2 separate regions of the Macaca mulatta genome follow, and region 1 is linked to region 2. Evidence: chromatin contacts called from public Hi-C data. All regions are on one chromosome and are shown on one strand. Each heading gives the region's core, a stretch centred on a gene start, on an enhancer-like site or on the middle of the called end of the contact. The rest is flanking DNA. Distances are from core to core; before and after follow the strand shown. Region 1 holds the start of CCNH (cyclin H). Region 2 holds the start of RASA1 (RAS p21 protein activator 1).

The links. Hi-C and Micro-C count contacts between places; a contact is called where the count stands out from the background.
Region 1: a contact with region 2 is called in a Hi-C map of liver, with 2.3 times the contacts expected there. The contact joins the promoter of CCNH here to the promoter of RASA1 in region 2. A contact is called at or near these places in 2 of 14 Hi-C or Micro-C datasets (cortical neurons and liver).

What each region holds. Positions count from the first base shown.
Region 1 is chr6:93,787,073-93,790,962 of T2T-MMU8v2.0, forward strand. It overlaps CCNH (cyclin H), which reads right to left and starts at 2,439. Exons shown (of 9, transcript NM_001266446.1): 1 at 2,237-2,439; 2 at 786-908. The coding sequence starts at 2,353.
Region 2 is chr6:93,645,537-93,649,220 of T2T-MMU8v2.0, forward strand. It overlaps RASA1 (RAS p21 protein activator 1), which reads left to right and starts at 1,804. Exons shown (of 25, transcript XM_078004444.1): 1 at 1,804-1,837.

The DNA of each region.
Region 1 (3,890 bases), core at 1,189-3,688, 140 kb after region 2:
TCAACATACTTCAAATTTTTTTCAACTATAAAAATGTAGATAATTTCCCAGAAGATTATTCTCTACTCGGTCGTAAGCTAGTCACACTGTATAACTTTAAAATTTAACAGTCTTTTACTTAAGATACACTTCTATATTTGTTCTTTGCAACAAACCTGTGAGAGAATAACGTAAAGACATTTTAAACACCCTCCCACTGTAGCTTTTTTATCTTTCTGCTTTTTAATCTCAGCTACCTGTTTCTCCTCACGGTTGCCCACCCCAGCAAAAAACAAACAGGTCCTCAGAACCATACATCTGAAGCAGTAAGACAATCTTTTTTAACCAAAGATAAAACTCCAGCTTCTACTAATTAAGGCTTAAAAAAATCTTATGGTATCAGTTTCAGCTGGGGCATATGATTACCAATTATGAAAGAATGCATTACTTCAAACATTTATTGGGTGTCACAGAGTTGGAAAAGCAAGTAGTCTATGTTCTAGTCCCAGTTCTATGGCTCACTAGTTGAGAACTTAGAGAAAAGTAATTTATTTTGTTTCTTTCTTTATAACATTACCTGACCTCAAATTTTTTTCTGACCACAAAATGAGACTTGAAATACTTTTGAAGATATGATACAGCAATTCATGAGTTAAGGCCTGAATTGAAAAAGATATAATGTGCCAAAAACTAATTAATTGTAACTAACGTGAATTTTTAAGACTAGAGTGGACAGGGAATTTAGAAGAGGTCAAATTTCACAAGTCAACTAAAGGACATTATATTTCATCACTACTGTAACTTACCACAACAGACCTTGGCATTGCTGGCTTAAACACCGAACAGAATTCCAATAACCTTTTCTCATAGTATTTGCAGAGTGTCATTTCTTCATGAGGCTCAAGAAAGACTGGATCATTCGGAAGAACCTTTAGATCAACAATTACAACACAAGTTCAATGAATTCAATGAATTAAACAATTGTAAAACATTTTTCTCTATCCAGATTAAATTTAGTTTATATCTCCAACGAAGGGGAATATATCACGCCTCGTTTTCTTTATAGATTCGCTAATCATTACACAAAATAGCTGTAGGAAAATAATAAACTAAAACTGTACCATCATTTCACAACTTTTCGGAATGTCAGCTAGACCTTTGCTTCATTATATAAACAATCACGATAGGCTATGTGCATATGCTCACAGCTGTGATATCATTATTTACAAATTTAAAAGTAGACAGACTTTTTACAAATATGATTGGAAAGCTTCCAACATTCGTTTCTCGGTCAGTCATTACGACACAAGTTGTAAAAAAACAGCAAATGTTTCAATAAATTTCTGTTATTTTAAGCTACCCAGTCTGTGGTGATTTTTTTAAGGCAGCCCTTAAGGAAACTAATTCAGGTGCTAAAATCAGTGATGTGAATTAAAGGTAGAAAGTAAAGTAAAGTAATTCAGTGTCAGTAATTTGGAGACACTGAACACTTGCTGGAGTGGAGCTTGTAAGAAAGATTAAACCAGCCCTAGAGCTGTAACAGAAGGGACTTGGCTAGCGGGCCACAGTCCAAACCTTATCTTTAGTCACTTGGTTTGTATTCCGTCGCCGGTCTCCCGCCCTCATCCAACCCATTCACCACGAGGTTGCTAGAGCGCTGTTTCCAGAACGGAAATCTGATAAGGTTAGCTTCCCATTTTAAATATTTCAAAGGTTCCTCATCCTTTCAATGGAAATTTCAAACGCCTCACTTCCACTTACAAACAAGTTCCCTTCCTACCCTCCCCAGCCATTCCTGTACAGGTACTCACATTCGGCCACATACGACCACAAACACGTCCACGCACCAGCCCTGTAACTTCTGACCTCCCTCCCACTCTGCACGGTAGTTCTGACTGCCTGGAACGTCCTTTCCCCATTTTCTCCGCATTGGCTACTGGGAAAAACCTTCCCCAACATCACCGCTTGACAAGTGAACGGCTCTTGCCACGCACTACCTTAGCACACTACCTACTCTCTTCTTCACCACGTTACAAAGACTGGTTACTTGTCTGCCATTCGACCACGGGGATGGCGTTGTTCGCCTTTGTACCCACGGAACCTCGCGAGGTGCTCGCTTATTTTAATATATAAACGCACTCCGCGCCGCAGAGGCAGAGAAATGAGGGAGTGAGACTGTCCTGGGAGCCAGAAGAGCTCCCGCAGCTGCTCAGAATTTAGTGACCAAGCAACTGGGCAACCGTCGGGAAAACCTCACCTTCCCGTTGGCCACCGCTTTGCATCTGAATTTGCGGTTGGCGTCGGCCCGCAGTCTTGCCAGCTGCTCCTCACTGGAGAAAGTCCAGTGCCGCTTCTGGCTACTGTTGTGGTACATTGTGGAATCGTGACCAGGTCCAGACAGCCTGCAGGAGACAACCCAAACGCAGCAGTGCCGTGGCGTAAAGCAACCGAACCCCTAGGGCGTCCGGCCAGCCAGCGCGGGCGCGCTGACGTCACGACTGCGTGTCCAGCGCGTACGCAGTCGCATTTCCGGAGCGGACTAGGAAGAGACCTTATCCAGGGTTTGTTGGGGCGCCCTCTGAGACGTAGGTGGGCGGAGCCTACGGAACGCTCCTCCCGGTGAGCCTGGGACATAGCTCCGCCCCTTCCAGGCAAGATTTAAAGGAGAAGCCCGGCAGGAATGTTCAAAAGAGGCATAAACTGAGGGTGTGGGGTAGGTTGATGTAAATTCACAGGGTGTAATCAGAAATTAGGAAAGGACTTGGTAGGGTGTTCATTTTTAAATGGAGGCCTCACTGAAGTTGACATTTGTGAAAAGGCTTTTTCGAGTTGAAATAGTAGGTTGATCAATCATGTAGGGAGATCATGGGGCCCAGAAAGAATAGGTAAGATCTTCAGGCAGAAGCATTCCTAGCCCTTTTCAGGAGGAGTTTGGAGATCGGTGTTCTTGAAGTACTACCAGAAATCTCTGAGAATGGAACATGGCTGAAAAACTTGAAGCAGTGGATGTGTATTGGCCCTTACAGTTTGCCACTTTTGTTGCCTTGTCTATTCTTTCTCTGTGCAAAAAGCACTTTCCCTTCTGTTGATAACTAGCCAATCCTCTCCCCCTATTTTCACCTCTGAAGCCAAGATGTATGGTAGTTTTAGTTTTCTTGAGATTCCCATCTTCATTGCCTCTAGGGAATCTTACAGTAAGCTATCATGAATATTAAGGTATTTACTAGTTTTTAAATTAATAGGACTTTCAAAATTGCAGGTGAGATCCAAAATTTACGTTGATTCTGAAGTGTCCCATTTAGGCATACCTTATTCTCTCATGTATTTATTATATATCCAAATTTCCCTATGGCAAATAGCTTTTCTAAATAAATAAATAAATAGAAAGAGAAAGATGATGAGACCTAGAGAATTTAGGTCTTGAAAAGCCTAAAAAGAAGTGGCAGGATGGCTTTAACTCTGCTTTCTATGAAAATGTTTTTAGAGGCTTAAGATAGGGAAAGTCTTTTCTTGTTCATTTTTGTTGGGTGCAGTTGAGGTTAGAGTTTGCCACAGTTATTTGAATTCCTCAAACTTATGCCATTTGTGGTTTATAATTTTGGCGATCCACACACTCAACATATGTGGCTAATCTGGTGTCGTAAATTGGCTAAGAGAGAAAAAGAGAAAGAGAAGATTGAAGGGCATGGCAAATTGATAACAACGAATTGTGAACAACCTAAAATGTTGCATATGGGGGAAAGAATAATTTAATGGAGAAAAACATTAATGGTACAAAAGATAGGAAAATAAGTGATCTAGATAATTAAATGTCTATATAAAGTATTAGACTCATGACAGTTATATATATCATATAAATTCTTTTCATTTTGTTTTTCTGAAAGATATTTGACAACTCCTTAGTTTTATGT
Region 2 (3,684 bases), core at 554-3,053:
TGGTGTTCATATAGCAGACAGTAGGTAGAGTAGGTATTTTGATAGTCTTGTCTAACTGAGGGTCTAAGTTTAAAAGAAAACTGTTCTCAGGGAGGCCACTATTAGTAGTACTTCGTTATTAAGTATTATGGAACTACTTCATTCTCATTTCTAGAACAGCACAGAGCTTAGCAACTCAAAACTCACCTATTTTACCTCCCACCTAATGAATGACATCTATTATATCTTTCAGAACCTTTTTTAGGTATTGCATACCTCCTTCTTGATTAGTATACTATACATTAATATAGTGGTTCTCAAACTTAAGTGGGCAAACAATCACTTGGATGGCTTGTTAAAATGGATTGCTGCACAGTTTCTGATTCAGAAGGTCTGAGGTGGCATTACTGAATTCCTAGGATGTTGCTGGCCTTAATTCACTCGAGAACTCTAGCTCCTGTGACTGGTTCATCTTCCTTCTCCCAAGTAGCACATTGCCTAAGACATAAGCATAATGGAGGTCCCAGGACTACTCCTAATCAAGTTGGATCGTTGTCATCGACTAGGTAAATAGGCCTACGCAAATTTACAAAGAAAATGCATTGCCTGTATCTTGCCACCTCTTTCAGTGGTCTTTTCTCTTGTTCCTTGGTTTCTATCACAACCACTTGCCATCCGGAGTGTTGGCTTGATCATCCTTAGCAGAGAAAATACTGATCTCAAAGATCAATATCCAATGGTATTCAACGTGGGATTACTACTGGGAGAATTTAAAATAACAATACCGTTAATTTCAAACCATGGGAAGCTCCCTGTACATGAATGCATGTAATAGTTTGTATACATTTTAGTGTAGAAGACAAAATAACACTCTTCTCCTTAATTGTATTAAAAATGAGTTTTCAGTTTATTGCTACTTTAGAAACGATATATAATTGTAACTGGCATTCTGAGACATTCTTGACATTTGACTTGTTGAAGGTGCTTGCATTGCGGATCACACCCTGCAGTCTTTTGCACACAGAGGACAAAAGTGCATTGATTAGTGTTTTCTGTGGCACCCCCTCCTCTTCATCAGTATACAACAGACTTATAATAGCATAGGTAAGTATATGAGACAGTTGATAAAGAAAAACCTATGCAAATACTAGTAGAAATCTTACTTCATAACCACTATTTCTACCAAAATTCCCCACCCTTCTCATATGGTGCCCTTTATTTCGTTTCGGAGTTTCAGAATCTATTCTATCTGTGTGTGTGTGAGATAGTCATGGTGATTTATAGCATGCAACGAAAAAGACAACATTTAGTACTGCCCCGATCTTCAAAGCTACCTGACTCCTGCATGGTCTCTGCGCTGCTGGCTAAGGCTGTTTCTTCCACCGGTCAGGAAGTACGGAACTAGTTTCTAGGCATTTTCCTTTCCCTTTCCCCCTTCTTCCTCTCCGCCGCCTCCCGGTCCCCCTCTCGTCTCTCCGGCTTTCACAGCGCCGAGCACCCGCGTGCTCAGGTACCCTTCCCTCTTCTCCCGCCCATCAAACAAAGCCCCGGGAGACAGGCGCGCGCCGCCGGCCACGCCAACAGGAGATGCGGCCGCGCCGCCGCACGCTAGGAACCGGAGTAGGACAGCAAGCGCGACCACGCACCGCGCGTCCCCGCCGCTTCCTTCCCTCTGGACTCTTCCTTTTCCTCCAGGCCCGGCCCCCCGCCCCCCGCCCCCCGCTCCCCGCTCCCCGTTCCGGGAACGCGCCTGCGCACAAGCTGCCCTCTCCCTCCTCCGCCCTTCCTTCCCTCCGTCCCTCCTCCCCTGCCCCGCCTTCCTTTCTCTCTCTACGGTTTCAGTCACTGAGAGCTCCAGGTAGTGAGCAGTTCAGTCGATTTCCTTGTTACCCCGCCCCCCTTTCTCTTGTCCCCACCCCTCTCATCTGCCTGGTGGAGGATGAAGCGGCTGCAGTGGCCCCAGCCTCAGCAGCGGCACCGGCGGTGGCTGCGGTGTGGGTGGCCGGAACTGGGGTGGTGAAGAAGCGGTGGTGGCTGCTGAAGGAGCGATAGCCACCTAAGCCTCTTTCCCTGTGCTTCCTTTCCTCTTTAGTGCAGCCAGGAAGTTTTCGCTTCTGTACATGTGTTTGTGTGCGTGAGTGTGGGTGTGTGCCGTGAGGTTTGGGTGGCGTTTGTGCAGGCGTTGGGTTTTTTGCCCACTTCGCTTCCCGTAACCCAAGCAGCTCCGGAGCCTGGGCTGTGGCCCTAGGAGGGGGCGCGGCGGCGGGCTCTCTCCTTTTGTTGTTGTTTCCTCCGCCTGGGGAGCTGAAGGGGAGACGCGTCTGGGTGGGGCGGCTCGGAGCCCGGGCCTGGTGGCCCCCGGGGCTCCCGGGCGGGCAGGGTAGGGCAGAGTAGAGCGGGCTTCAACATGATGGCGGCCGAGGCCGGCAGTGAGGAGGGCGGCCCGGTAACAGCCGGAGCTGGAGGAGGCGGCGCGGCAGCGGGCTCCAGTGCCTATCCCGCAGTGTGTCGGGTGAAGATACCCGCGGCCCTGCCTGTGGCAGCCGCCCCCTATCCTGGGCTGGTGGAGACTGGAGTGGCTGGAACTCTGGGTGGCGGAGCCGCTTTGGGGTCAGGGTTCCTAGGAGCCGGGTCTATGACAGGGGCATTGGGGGGAGCCGGACTGACAGGGGGAGGTACTGCTGCTGGCGTGGCCGGTGCTGCTGTCGCTGGACCTAGTGGAGACATGGCTCTCACCAAGCTGCCCACTTCGTTGCCTGCTGAGACTCTTGGGCCAGGCGGCGGTTTTCCCCCTCTGCCCCCTCCCCCTTACCTGCCCCCTTTGGGGGCGGGCCTGGGGACAGTGGACGAAGGTGACTCTCTGGATGGACCAGAATACGAGGAGGAAGAGGTGGCCATACCATTGACCGCTCCTCCAACTAACCAGTAAGTTAAGACTGCTGTTCAGGAATTTGGGCAGCTGGCTCCAGAAAAGAAGTGGAAATGGGGTAAACCATACTTTGTCTTTTTCATCTGTGATTTGTTTAGGAAAAGTTTTTGAAGTTTCAGGTTTCTTTGATCACTTATCTTCCTTACAGGCATACTACCTGGCGTCTTCCTACATTTATTGCTCTTCTGGGAAGGTGTAAAGTTTTTAAGATGGAAAGTATGAGAAAATGTGTATCTGATGAGAACCGGATATGGTTCTGTCCCTTCCAAGTTGAAGTGGTGTCCCAGGATTTAGTCAAACTGCGGCTACCAAGGCAGTCATAGTGTATATTAACCTGTGTGTGTTACTTGATAAAGCTAGATGATTAGTGAGAAATTTTGAATACAAATATTTAAACGAGTATTGTATTAATAATTTGAAAAATGTATTGGTTAGAATGTATTTATTTCAGTGCACATCCCAGCTTCTGATTAGAGAAAGCATAGTGATGTTTAGAAGAGTCTGTGGGTCACTTAATGAGAACTTGGGTCAGAGAGAAAGGAAAGGAATACTGTGAATTATAGGTGTGATTAAGCGCCTTTATTTCAACAATGTATCTTCTTCCCTAGGCTTCCCACTTAGCTTTTATAGTCGAGACATTGGAAGTACAACAGTGAGACAAAACAAAATTAACAGAGCTTCCCTTAAACATTTTTTGTTGGTGGCCAGTATAGTATTCTATTTGAAAATTAAGTAGAATATACAGGACAATGACTTTTTTTTTTAATGTAAGTTAA